2 separate regions of the Mus musculus genome follow, and region 2 is linked to region 1. A link is a contact called in public Hi-C data. All regions are on one chromosome and are shown on one strand. The core of a region is the stretch at or near the end of the contact, and the rest is flanking DNA. Distances in the headings are between cores, read along the strand shown. Region 1 holds the start of Mpped1 (metallophosphoesterase domain containing 1). Region 2 overlaps Mpped1 (metallophosphoesterase domain containing 1).

Region 1 (3,200 bases), core at 318-2,817:
TGCTCTTGTCCCCTAAAGGCCATGCCCAGCTGTGCCATTGTTCTTGGCAGGCAGCAGGGAGAGCCTGCTGATGTCCTGAGCTGCAGCCTTGTCTCTCAGGTAGGCAGGGATGTTCTCTGAAGCACAAAGTGGTGTTGTAGTCTTAGGAGGGAAGGGTCTACAGGGTGAGTTATGGGGTCCCACTGGGAGAGAGCTCTGCACCATCAGTTTCTCCTCCTTAGCCTCTTCCTAACCAGACCTACTCCCTGTCTGGGATGCTGGAATGAGTTCTCTCAAAGCACAAGCTTGGTCATAGCAAGGCCTGGCCATAACCTTCAACGGCTCCCTAACACCCTAGCAAACTCCATGGGCTTAGCCAAGCGCCCAAGAACCTTACCTCCATTTCTTTTTCTTCTAGCTCCACAGAGCCTCAGCATCCCACCCTGCCCAGGACCCTGGCCTGTACCAGCCTCTATCTAGAAGGGTTTTTTTCCCCAGCCTGGGCATGATCTTACCCCATGTAGCATCTCCACTTTCAGGAAGCCACCCCAGGTGGCTGTCCCCTCTTCCCACACGTGCCATATCTCCCTCTGCCTCTCTCACAAGACTGGGTTCTCCTTCAGAGCAACCCAAGCCCCAAGTGCCAACTGAGGTGCCCTTGCGGGTCTGACCCTAATCATCTGAGAGAGATGGTAGGCTCTGTGATAAGCAAGTAGAACCCACAAATACTGGTTAAGGGATGTTGGGTGGACTTCCCTCCTAAGTTCCATTGTGGGGAGAGGCCCAGGACAGAGCTAGGCCCTGTGGACTCCTTTTTATCCTGGTCAGGGGTCGGGGGTCTTTGGCCTCTCAAACTTTGCACTGGAGAGACCTCTATGTCTCATTCTCTCTGCCTCCCGGGACAGGGCCTCCTGGAAACCTAGCACTAGGTCCTCTGCCTTCCAGACTGGCTTACCTGCCCGTACTGGGTTTCTAGGTGAGGCCACTGTGGGCCACCCAGGAGACCAGGCTGGGAGACCGGGAGTCAGAAGGGGCTCAACAAGAGGACCCTGGCCTGATCCAGTTGAGGGAGGGGGAGGTGTCCGCATCTCTCTATGGACAGAGACCCCGGTGGCCCCAGGTTGGGGTCCTAACCGCGGAGCGGGTGCCCGGGCACCGAGAAGGAGCCACGCATGCCCCTGCACGCGGTGCCTAGCGCGGCGCGCGGCTCCGGAGGTGAGGGCGCCCCGCCCCGCTCCCCTCTCCAGGCGCTCGGCGGCCGGGGCTAGGGGCTGCGTGGAGAGGGCGCGGGGCGGCCCCTGAGCGGCGGGATGCGGGCTCCCGGCCCGGGAGGGCGCCGAGGCCCCAGGCGCGGCCGGGGCGGCCGGGACCCGGGCGGGAGGGCGCGCGGGGCCGGGGCCCGAGGCCGCGATCGCGCTCCTGCGGGGCCCGGGCGCGCGGGCGGAGCGGCGCGGCGGCGCGCGGGGCCGGGGCGGCGCGGAGCCGGGCGGGGGAGGGGGAGGGGGCGCGGGGAGCCCCCCGCCCCGCGAAGGAGGAGTCTGGCTCCCACTCGCAGCCTCGGCCGCGCGGCGCAGAGGCCCCCGCCCCTGCGCGCCGCCCTCGCGGGAGCCGGGCCCCCGCCGCCCTCCGCGCGCGCTGCTGCTCGCGGCCGCCGAAGAGGAGCCCGGGGCCAGGTAGGACCCGGCCGGGCCGGGAGTGCGAGCGGGGCTGGGCGCGGGCGGCGGGCCGGAGGGGGCGCGGCTGGGACCCTGTCCCCGCACCCGGGGGGCCCCGCGGCGCCCGTAAAGTTACTTTGGCCGCCTCTGCCTTGCCCCGGGCGCGCGGCCCCGGGTCGGCTACCGCCGCTGCGCAGCCAGCGGGGCCGGGGCTGGCGGGAGGGGGCTCGGCCGGGGCCGCGCGGTCAGCGAAACTTTTCCCAGGCTGGTCGACTGCCGCTGACTGCTGTTGGAGTAGCCGGTGGGAGGAGAGGGCTGGTGGGGTGCAAGTGATGATGGGGGTGGTAACAATAGCCACCTCCTGTTGTGGAGAGCCTACTGTGTGCTGCCAGCCTCTGCTGACACTTGGAGGTGAGGGGTGAGAAGGGGACGGATGCTGGTCAAGTGGCTACTTTTGCTGGGTATTGCCGGGAACTTCACTAACACCCATGTGTCGTCCATTCATCCACCCATCTATCAATCCATCATCCTTCCTTCACTCATTCAACACACTTACTGCTCTCTGCTGTGCCCCCTCAGAGGCTTCAGTGACTAATCAGACAGCACCCAGTCCTTCAGGACAGTATTTCATGGAGTGCCCAAGCCGAAAGGTGCCTCTGTGTGTTTATTTTGGGACATGCTACGGGAGAGAGAATTCAAACACAGCCTTCCTGGGTTTAGGCAGGGGCAGAGGAGTGATGTTATGTGAAAGAGACTAGGAGGCCAGTCTTAGGGGTTGGAGACTCCATCCTCTCTTGACCCTCTGGGCCCAGGCTCAGTGGTTCATTGAGGTCAGGACACAGAGCACATTGGACCTGGATGTCCAGCTAGTCTGGCAGGATTGTCTCCTCCTCACTACTGGACTGTCCCCTCTCCTTCAGCATCCTTTCAGAATTGCAGCCCTCCCCCCCCCCACTTCTTCCCCTGAATGGCTGGGAGGAGAACGAACTGTTAACAATTATAAAATTAAACCCGGCGAACAAAAGTGAGGCACCATTGAATGGTTGGGCTCCTTGCCGGTTTATGAATGGTTGTGGCAGACTTGCTAGCAGGGATCAGCTACATTAGGGGGGTGTTGGGGGTGGGGATCAGTCACTAACCATATTAACACCCCAACTAGCCTTGGCCAAAGGAAAATTAAAACAACTTCAGTAGTATTTGGCACATGACTAAAAATGCCTTGGGGGGAGTCTGGACAGGCTTTGGGGTGACTGCTCCATCTCAGCTAGAAGCCAAGGCATTAGGAGACCATCTGGGTAGGGTACCCAGGCAGAGGAGAACACCAGGCTTTGGAGCTGGTGGTCACAGGGAGGCGTCTGGAATGAGTCGAGGCGCAGTCTGCAGGGGACTGCTCTGTGGGAGCATGCATACTAATCTGCGCACCACCCGTCTCCCTGCAAATTGGCTTTCCGAGTGGCAGCCCCTCAACACTTATAAAATCCCCTTTTGCTCAAGATGGATTTCAGTGAAATGGTTGTGTCTCTTCCAATTTCTCTGAGAGTTGGAACAGTGTTAATTGGCTCACGG
Region 2 (3,503 bases), core at 122-2,621, 49 kb after region 1:
AACATTTCCCAGGCAAAACAAATGTTGGGAAGTTAAACATTTGGGCTATTAGCACAGAACAGAAGACGGATCGCATTTGCCTTTTAAATATGGGCACCAGCGTGGCACAGTGGTTCCAGGAGCCTCCCACGCAGGACCCACAGGAGTCGCTGAGGCATGCGGTAGGGCCAGCCTTTGCTTTAGCAGAGCCCCTGCTGTGCTAATACATGTCCATCCACAGTGATGTCTTTGCAGCAGGAAGCTGCAGGTGGGTATGGGTCCCTGAGCCTCTGTGTGCCCTGGGCAATGCTGGAACTTTTTGGAGCCCCTGTTTTAACAACCTCTACTGTCTTGTCTCCCATTTCTGGGCTGAAATCTCCAGAGAACCCCAGGTTGTGATACAATCAATTGAGGATCTGAGCCTTCGGCTTTTCTGTATTTTCTGTGTTTCGATGTTCTGATACCTTGGAATCTCCCTGGGCTGCAGGGACTGTGTCTGCCAGGGTCAGCAGCACGCCTTCCACAGGCAAGCCAAGCACACCACAGCCAACAGACCCTTTGTGGGGTGCTCAGCTGAGACCCCGTTCCATTTGCCTTGAATACCCAGAGTGCCATACGATGAGGAACAGCTCACATGCCCCAGGTCCCCCAGAGACACCAAACTGGTAGCCTTTAGCCTACTCACTTGCCTGTTTGGCTCACATGGTGTGACCCACTGCTGAGGCTCTTAGTCACATTTCTGCTTCACCTTCTGACCGGCTGAGCTCCCCTGTGGGTCCTGGGGTGCCATGGTATGCTTCTTGCTCTTAAGCGACTGAGTGCCTCTCCCCCAATGTACCCCTGTCATATACAGCTGATGGAACACGTCTGGAGAGGGAAAAAGTGTGACTTCCTGTGTTTGCTAGTACATGGTGAGCATCCAGGCTGCAGGCAAGGGTGCTGAAGGCGCTCCTCTTGAGTCAGCCAGCCAATAAGAGGTAGATATGGGATTGGGCTCTGTAGCCTGCTACCCTACTAGGTTGTCTTCCTCTGCAGACTGGAGGATATGGTGTTTGCTTCCAATGAGTGTCAAGATGTATCACATACACATTGCTAATCCTGGCACCTGGCCCTGGGAGGTCACTACAGACAGGACTGTAGGCATAGCCCATGCCTCCCATACCCTGTTCCAGGGCTCTTTTGCCTGTCTGGGTCAGACATGGATCCCATTCTGTTTACACCAACCGGCTCACATGATCCATGCTGTGTACATGGCCCTATGACTTGGCCACCGGCAGCTTGCTGCTGAATCTCAGAGCTAGCTTTTTCCCAGCGTTCCCCTAGACTCTGCGCCACGCTAAGCCGTCTGCTAACTCGAATCTCCCAGACATTGGCAAGCGTTTAAACACAGAACTGTCAACGACGCACTAAAAATGCAATCAGAGATCGTTACACCGTCTCTGCATCCCACCCCCTCCACTGTGTTCTGTGAGACAGGGAATGGGCAGGAAAAAAAAGCAGTAAGTGGGTACTTTCCTGATTGTCATTGTGTTTAGAGCATGCTAAAACCCTGCCGGGCTCAATGTGCCACTCTGGGACCAGCACGGATGGTGTAGAAATGTGTGTGCCTTTCACAGAGTGTGACAGATCAGGCTGTGTGGACCCAGTGCAGCCTGGGATGGCATAGAACAGGTTAGCAATAAAGATTAATAACCTCTTTGGAGGGAGATTAATGTCAGGACTTCACAGGCTCCCACAGGAGTCCCCCAGCATTCTGTGCATCTCAACTTGGCTGCCTTTGGAAGCTTTGCTCGGATGCTCCTGGACTCCATGCCTCTGGTAAGTGAAGAGGAAAACTCACCTGTCACCCTCATCTGCTCTTCTGATTGACAGTTCATGGTCTCTTTATCCACTGAAAAACCCATACCTAGGCAGATACCAGCATCTCAAGAAAGCTGGAGGGGAGTGTAGCTTCTAGGTAGATGGCTTAGTGTCACCATGTTGACATGGTAGGGTGTGCTTACCAGTTCTGAAAAGGCAGGGGTAGAGGCTGCCTTTGAGGTCAAGGGTTGAGGATCAGTACAGCAGAGCACCCTAAAAGGGCCACCTGGGACACCGCCCATTGTGGTGCTATGGAGTCCTTCAAACCACTATGTGTCACTGGGGCGGGCTTTGAGGTTTCAAAGGCCCATGCTAGTCCCAGTCACTGCCTTTGGATCAGAATGTAGAGCTCTCAGCCACTTCTCTAGCACTGTGTCTGCCTGCATGCCGCCGAGCTTCCTGCCATGATTGTAGTGGACTAAGCCTCTGACACTGTAAGCCAGCCCCAGTGAAACGTTTTCTTTTATAAGAGTTGACTTGATCATGGTGTCTCTCCACAGAAGTAGAACACAATAGTTCACTAAACTGCTCTCGCCATTTTTGGGGTCCTAAAAGAACCTGGGAATACAGCAAAGCAGACTAAGTCTTGGGCCTCTAACAGCTTCGACGAACACAGACACCCCCCCCCCCCAGCGTAGCATGCATTCGGACAGGCTGACCAAGGCCTCAGTTGAGACTAAGTCTTGGGCCTCTAACAGAGTACAGCTTCGACAAACACAGCTCCCCCCCCCGCCCCCCCCCCCAGCGTAGCATGCATTTGGACAGGCTGACCAAGGCCTTAGTTGAGACTAAGTCTTGGGCCTCTAACAGAGTACAGCTTCGACAAACACAGCCCCTCCCCCCCAGCGTAGCATGCATTTGGACAGGCTGACCAAGGCCTCAGTTGAGGATGTCAGGCTGGGAAAGTCAGAGAAAAAGAAAAGGCATTGGGACATGCCTGCCACCCTGAGCCTAACTGACTAGCTAAGCCATCCACTCACTCAAGCTGCCCTGGGCTGAGACCTTCCAATGGCTTCCTCTTCTGGTCTCCTGCATTTTCCATTCCTGGCTCCACAGGATGACAGTGTGACCTGGTCCACCTCTGCTTGTGAAACAGCCCCACCCCAGGGGTCGGGCTTCTGTCCGGGCACTGGAAGCAGCTGGGCATGGGGGTACACTCACTTCTCTGTATGCAGGTAGAGGGTGGGAAGGTGGTGCTGTACAGGATGTCTTACCACACTCAGAGATGTTCTGGGTTCTGGGACAGGAAGGCAAACCTGTAACAAGGGGCCACAGCCCTAAAGCAGAGGAGGAGGCTTTATCTAAGTCGGTGATGAGCAGGCCATTGAAGAGCCTTAGTCTGGCCTCCATACTCCCCGTCAGCTAGAGAGCAAGGAGGACCGGAGGAGCCTCACAGATGGGCAATTACATAGATGAAGGGGTAAGTCTGAAAGCCGTCTCCTAAAGGGAAGGAAGGATCCAGGAAGATGGAGACTCTCTTGATGTGAAGGAGACAAGTCAGCGCTACCAGGTGGATTGATCGAGAGGTGTATTCCTCCATCCGCCTCTCCGTTCAGCTCCCGTTGGTCTGTCCATCTTCCTACCCACAATAGCATGCAGGCTCATAAAAATCCATTTATACACCCTACCAACCATCTACCCTTACATGTGCTTCCACACACAGC

Evidence for each region. Hi-C and Micro-C count contacts between places; a contact is called where the count stands out from the background.
Region 2: a Hi-C map of cortical neurons shows a contact between it and region 1, with 1.5 times the contacts expected there. The contact joins the enhancer-like site here to the promoter of Mpped1 in region 1. A contact is called at or near these places in 1 of 39 promoter capture datasets (the SN4741 cell line), 4 of 484 Hi-C or Micro-C datasets (cortical neurons, embryonic stem cells and nephron progenitors), 3 of 115 datasets of contacts at active chromatin or transcription factors (embryonic forebrain, embryonic stem cells and forebrain) and 3 of 9 other capture datasets (adipose tissue, liver and pancreatic islet).

The regions. Positions count from the first base shown.
Region 1 is chr15:83,778,456-83,781,655 of GRCm38.p6, forward strand. It overlaps Mpped1 (metallophosphoesterase domain containing 1), which reads left to right and starts at 1,568. Exons shown (of 7, transcript NM_172610.3): 1 at 1,568-1,652.
Region 2 is chr15:83,828,085-83,831,587 of GRCm38.p6, forward strand. The region is part of intron 3 of Mpped1 (metallophosphoesterase domain containing 1); the gene reads left to right. It overlaps Gm52172 (a long non-coding RNA gene), which reads right to left. Exons shown (of 3, transcript XR_003951469.1): 3 at 2,982-3,418. Among named protein-coding and RNA genes, the nearest start is that of Gm52172, 6.4 kb to the right of the region's middle. Within about 2 kb of position 1,372, at least 11 of the 459 cell types and tissues checked have an H3K27ac peak or open chromatin away from gene starts, as enhancers often do. A contact at or near this core is called in cortical neurons, where this site is marked.